Regions from separate parts of the Mus musculus genome. Here region 2 is linked to region 1. Evidence: chromatin contacts called from public promoter capture Hi-C data. All regions are on one chromosome and are shown on one strand. The core of a region is the stretch at or near the end of the contact, and the rest is flanking DNA. Distances in the headings are between cores, read along the strand shown.

What was found. Promoter capture Hi-C pulls out the DNA fragments that hold promoters and counts their contacts.
Region 2: a promoter capture Hi-C map of hippocampal neurons shows a contact between it and region 1, with 3 times the contacts expected there. The contact joins the promoter of Mt3 here to the enhancer-like site in region 1. A contact is called at or near these places in 6 of 39 promoter capture datasets (the 3T3-L1 cell line, cranial neural crest, embryonic stem cells and 3 more) and 1 of 115 datasets of contacts at active chromatin or transcription factors (embryonic stem cells).

Annotation. Positions count from the first base shown.
Region 1 is chr8:93,597,464-93,600,705 of GRCm38.p6, reverse strand. All of the region lies in intron 8 of Gm26843 (a long non-coding RNA gene), which reads left to right. Among named protein-coding and RNA genes, the nearest start is that of Ces5a, 63 kb to the right of the region's middle. Within about 2 kb of position 1,680, at least 49 of the 459 cell types and tissues checked have an H3K27ac peak or open chromatin away from gene starts, as enhancers often do. A contact at or near this core is called in hippocampal neurons, where this site is marked.
Region 2 is chr8:94,151,096-94,154,007 of GRCm38.p6, reverse strand. It overlaps Mt3 (metallothionein 3), which reads right to left and starts at 1,401. Exons shown (of 3, transcript NM_013603.2): 1 at 1,178-1,401; 2 at 918-983; 3 at 1-107. The coding sequence starts at 1,208.

The sequences.
Region 1 (3,242 bases), core at 431-2,930:
GCAAAAAGTGATATATACTTAGTAAAAACAAAAACAAAAACAAAAAACAAAACCAAAAAATAGCCTTTTTCATTTCCGACCTTTTTTCAAGTCAATGATGGTATTTTCTTATCATGGTGTCAGACAAAGGAAATCAAAAATATTTTGGAGTGGCCTGTGTGGCTAAGTTGGCACGTTTGGTAGATCACATCTATGGAATAAACTTAAATTTATAGTAGTTCATCTAGCTCTAATTCCATTAACCTCTGTTTCCCTTATAGGCAGTGTTGATAGCCAGCAAGCCAGCCACATGACTGTTCTCAGAACTAAGGATACCCCAGCAATGGCTGTGTGATCCTTGGAGAGTCAGAAGGGCAGGGCCAGCTTACAGCTTTGGATTTACTCAGTAATTCAAGCTTCCGTCTCCAAGTGATGAAGACAATGAGCGTAAATAATACTATAATTGGACTAGGTGTGAAGAGACTTAAATGCTCCTTCCAGGTTCTCTGATCTGTTTAAATGTGTGATTGAAAAGTCAGCATTTCCCATCATGTGAAGGGGCGTGAATGTGTTCGGAAGGCTTCATACATGATGCAAGGGCAGCAGCCTGAGAAATCCTAGAGTCTGGCTGCTGCTGCTGAGGTCTTTCAGCTCTGATTCGGAGGTCCCCAGGGGCAATGATTCAGTCCCTCCTCCCCATGCTGGAGCCACTTGTTGACAGTAAGCTCAAGAGAAGTCACTGTTTGTAAGCTCAGCATCAGTGTCCCCCGAGAGTGCGGCCAGCTGGCAGCAGTGCAGAAAGAAGTAAACACATTTGACTTTTCTCTATTGACAATGCCGCATATGTGATGCTCAAGAAGACCGGATGTCTGTGTCAAGGCAGCAGGCTCACTGAGGCTTCGCATCAAGCCCAAGGGCAAGCCCAGTTCTTGCTAGGTTTACTGTGTATGTTGGTCCAAAGGTAGGTAGCCAGACGCAGCTATTGCCCGGAACCCAGTTCAATCCCTGGAACAGAAAAAAAAAAAAAAAAAAAAAAAAAAAAAAAAAAAAAAAAGAAAGAAAGAAACATCTTTAGAGACTGTCTCTTCAGATCAGCCCTCCAGAATGGCCACCTCGATGCTGGAAGAATCCAGAGCTAGCATAATGAGCAGAGATTAGCAGATTGGAAGCAGGTTTCCGGGCTGAGCTCCGAGCCTGCCCCTGACATGGAGAGATCTTGCCGGCAGTGCCTCTTCTCCACCACATAGCACGTGGCAACTTAGCGGCAATGAAATTCATTGTGCGCAATGGAGTGTCAGTTGCTTACTGCTAATGGATGATTTCAAATGGGGAGAAAGATTTATTCAGTAAGTCAAGCATACGTTTCCAAGAGAAGATAACTGGGAGTAAAAACAATTACATGGTTAAACGGGAAATTTTAAACACATCTCCCAAATTCTCCATCAGTCTGTGTAATTTGAAAGGCTGTGGGGATTTGGTTCAGCAAATTATTAATCGAGATTCTTTTCTTTTCCCTGTCTGGTAGCCATTTCAACATGCTAGTGATGGGTGTGGAAGAAACAAGGGGCAGGAGTTTGGCAGCCTCTTGCAGTCCCGAGGCTTGGATTTCTTGGGATTTAGTAGGCTGTCCTTGTGGTGGTCAGAGAGGGCTCAGGAATACTTTGCTGACATCAGGCAAGAATCCAGAGCCCTGCTCAGAGCGCCTTCAGAGGACATCTGGCCAGCTTCATTGTGACAGTGAGGTCCAGATTAGGAAAGGATCACACGAGGGTCGATTGCGGGGCTCTTTGCCAGGCCTCGCCACTGTTGTTTCTACGGAGTGGGAATACTAACACTGGCCTCAGTGAGATGTGCCAGGGAAGAACGGGAATAGGAAGGAGATACATTTAGTCCCTGGAAAGGTGGGGAAGGATTTGCCACGTACTTATTTACATTCATTCTGTGAGGATCCCACGTCTTTTACCACCTTACCAGCTGTGCCTACAGCGAGGTGAGGCTCCTGGTTCCCTGTCCCCCCTGCGTTGAGCACAGGCATAGGCAGACACAGCCCCTGACATTTTCCTTGATGGTGACAGCTGGTGAGACTTTTGACTAAAGGCATAAAGAGCAAGCAGCAAAGAACAGTTACTGTGTTAAAAGCAGTTTAAAAAATGTGCTGCACCATCTGTTTGGCCACAGAGGTTTTGTGGGGCATGCGTGGGGTTGGGGGGGGAGCCTCATCTCCCACTTCTGGGTGTCACCTTGGTCAGGGCCAGCAAGGAGAAACTTTTCCAAGACTGCAACCTTTGTCTTTTACTTACCTCAGCCTCTCTTTCTGCTCCCCATGCAAAGCCTCATCTTGGTTTTTTGAAAAGACATTTTCTCAACTTCTTCAACTGCTGATGAAGTACCAGATCTGTAGATCGTAGTGGATTGGCTCAAAGGTGGGCTTTTGCTTTCAGCATTGATTATGTAAGCTGGCACACTGTAAGAGAAATAGGACTTAGGATAGTATCTTAGCTGAGGACGGAGCTCCGTGGTAGAGCACTTTGTGTACAAAGCTCTGGGTTCAAATCCTAGGCTTCACTCTGTGTTTTCTTTCACATCTTAAAGTAGTCCACCTTTTTTTCCTGCTGACATTTCTTATTAAACTCACATCTGGTATATTTTTCAGTTTTGTTTTATTTTGTTGTTGTTGTTGTTAAAAAATTATAACAATACGTGTTCTAATTAGTTATCTCCGTGTTACACGGAAACTATTAATGTTGTTTGCTAATTTCACACACACTTCTTTTGATGAATTCATGTTTAATTACATGAATATCTTGGCGCTTGTATGTTTTTGATGTAGGTCATTATACTGATTGCAAATATCAACAGCTTTGTCTCTTTCTGTTGAGTGTTGAATTTCTTATTTCCTTCTCTTGTCTGTCACTGAGCAAGCTTTGAGTACAACATTAATAAGTAGCAGTGCTTCTGAGCATCTGCTCTGATCCTGTCTCCAGCTATCACCTGTGCTGTGAGTCCAGGGCAAACAAGCGTCGTTTGTTGTTTCAATAAAAAAAAAAGTATTAAAAGTTTATCAAATTTCAGCGTGTTAAAATCATTCGCTGAGATGATTTTAGTCTATTGAGTCACCTGGATTGTTTTTTAATTTTGTATTCGCCTTACATCCTGGCTCTAATAAACTACTGGTTTTGATTTTCTGATGTTTTATGTAGGGATTTTATATGTTTACTCCTAAACAAAATGGTGTCTTTCACCCCATATCCACTGCCTTTTCC
Region 2 (2,912 bases), core at 152-2,651, 550 kb before region 1:
CTGGCAGCAGCTGCATTTCTCGGCCTCTGCCTTGGCCCCCTCTTCACCTTTGCACACACAGTCCTTGGCACACTTCTCACATCCGGCAGGGCAGCAGGAGCAGCAGCCTGTAGATAAAATGTGTGTGTGTGTGCGCGGGCGCACATATGTGCCCAGTCTGATGTCGGCATCTGTCTCCATCAAAGGGCAGAGGAAAGCAGTATGGGAGGCTGGACAGTCATCAGGCTTTGCCCAGGACAGGTGGCTCTCCCTTCATACTGCCACATCAGGTCTGACTCAGCATCCATGGTACTGCAGTGACTGCCGGGCCTCTGTAGAGAGTCACCCTATAACTAGCACACAGCTCTTTGGGTGGGTGCTAGGGAATTCCCTGGGAATGCTGGGCTCAGGCCTGGGCCAGAGGGAGAGTTAGGTCTGGTGGAAAAGGCAAGCCAATGTAAAAGGTACTGAGACGGAATTGCAGCAGGGAAGGGGCAGGGATAATGTCGAGGCCAGCACATCCGTGAGATCTATGCATAGCCACACTCGAGAAGAAGAAAGCGCTGGTCCTACCTCTACACCTCACCCCAAGCATATTACATCGCTGAAATCTGGAAAGAGCAGATTGAGGAGACCCCACAAAGCCTAAGAAGGGCCAAGGCACTACAACTTTAAAGCTGACCCCCCCATTCTTCCTTGGGGATCCTCGGGCTCTGGAAAAATCGAAGAGTGGGGCTCAGCTTTCAAAGCGGCTATCTTAATAGCTTCCGGAAATTCATCAAAATATCCCCCTTACATTGGGTTAATTAACATTGGTTGTAATAGCCTCGGTATCTGAAGGTCTGCAGCAGGAAGCTTTGCTTCATAGTGTCTGGTGGGGGTGGGGTGGGCGCGGCGGGAGGTTATGGCAGGGGTTGGGGGTGGGGGGGTGCACTCACTCTTCTTGCAGTTCGTGCATTTGCAGCCCTTGCACTTGCATTTGTCCGAGCAGGTGCAGGAACCACCTAAGAGAGCACACGAAGAATTATACTAGGGAAACCTGGCGTCCCCATGCCTAAATGAAGATTATCATCATCACAGGGTTAAAGATGGGGGTAGGGGGAAGGGACTCCTCCCCCAAATGTCCTTGAGTGAAGACAGAGGAGTGGGTTCTTTGCCAGGAAAGGGCAAAGTGCTGCAGGAGGGGGAAGGGGCTCACCAGTAGGACAGGGGCAGGTCTCAGGGTCCATATCCAGTCCAGCAGCCGCCGTAGCTTGGTTCCTCCCGGCAAGCGGATGCGCTACGTAGCCAGGGCAGCAGGTGGCAAGGCTTTTATAGCCCCAGGCGGGGGCGCGCAAGCAGCGACTTGGCGCCCGCCCCTATGCACGCACAGCGCCTGCTCTCCGTGTGTGTGCACTGCTGTCCCGAGTCTCCACTGAGTGTAGGACCAAAGTAGCCTGTCCGCTGTCCACTCCTTGCCACTGCAGCCGTCTCCCTGAAGGTGCCTGCGCAGTACCATCTTTGCAAGTTGAGAGAGACAAATTAGTATTGCCCCTTCCCGTAGGTTCTTCTCCCTCTTCTCCCAGATTGTCTTGATCAGTTTGGTCCAAACGGGATGCTGAGCAGTGAGCCTGCTGCTGATCATCTCAGCAGCAGCAGCAGCAGCAGCAGCAGCAGCAGCAAAGATGCTCCCAAGATGCTTGAAGAAGGCTAGAAAGGGGAGACCTGACAGATCCTACCTGACACCTGCAGTTTGGTGGGAAGACTCGTGGCCTTTTCTGTCCCAATATTTCCTATAAAGCCCTTCTACAGGACCCTGAGCACCTCCTTAGCCCAGATAAATTTTACAGAGACACCCACTAGGGACCACCATTCTCTGTTTGGAGGTAGTTCGAGGTTGCTTCTCTTTGTTATTGAGACAGAGTCTTAGGTAGTCCAGTCTAGTCTTTTTTTTTATGTAACCAAGGAATTATACAAATTGTTTTGCAGCCAAGGAAGACCTAAACTCTTAATCCCTTCTGTATCCACCTGCCAGCTGCTGGGATCAAAGGTGCACACCACCGATGCTAGCTTTATTTTTTATTTATTTTGTTTAACTTATTTTTGAGATGGGAGTATCTCAAACTCTTAATCCTCTTGTAGCCCAAGCTGGCTGCTTTGAACTCAGGGTTCTCCTGTCTCAATCTCTTGAGTGCTGGGATAATGAATGTGCAACACCATACTTGGCCTCAGGGTTAGGCTGTCAGGGGTGGGATGGGGTGGGATGCCCTGGGACGAGGTGGGATGCAGTGGTGAGATACCCAGCCCTACTCTAATCGTCCATCAGACAGAACTGAGCTTCTATTCCAAATCTGAGCTGAACAAGTGGACTTCAAAATGGCTTGGCCAAGGAGGGGTGTGTTGGGGTATGTGACGGTGCACATGCAGGTACAGACCAGAGGACGACATTGGTGTCCTCTATCACCCTTTGCCTCACTGCCTCGAGATGGAGTCTCTGGCTGAACTGGATGCTTGCTGGTCAGCAAGGGTGGCAGGCTGGGGGTTCCCTGTCTTGCTCCCCCTCTCCCGGTGCTGCGGTACTAAGCATGTGCAGTTGTGCCTGACTTTCATGTGGATGCTGAACATCAGAACTCAGCTCCTCATGCTTGCATAGCAAGTGTACGTACCAACCGGGTTCTTTCCCCAGCCACCCAGGGTTTTCCTTTGTAGACCCAATACCCGTGATCCTTGAGGTTAAGTTTCAGTGGAGTTAAAAAACAAGGAAGAAAAGAAGAAAGGAGGAGAGGATGAGAAGGACCAGGAGAGGAGATGGAGTCTCCCTCCTGTGCCATTGAGCTTGAAGCTGGGGCTCATTCTAATGGTGGTGCCGAGTCATTCTAACAGTGCTGAGTCATTCAGATCTCAGGCCCCAGCGACTCTAGCTCTGGCTTTGAGTTTGTTTCCATTCGCCCTGC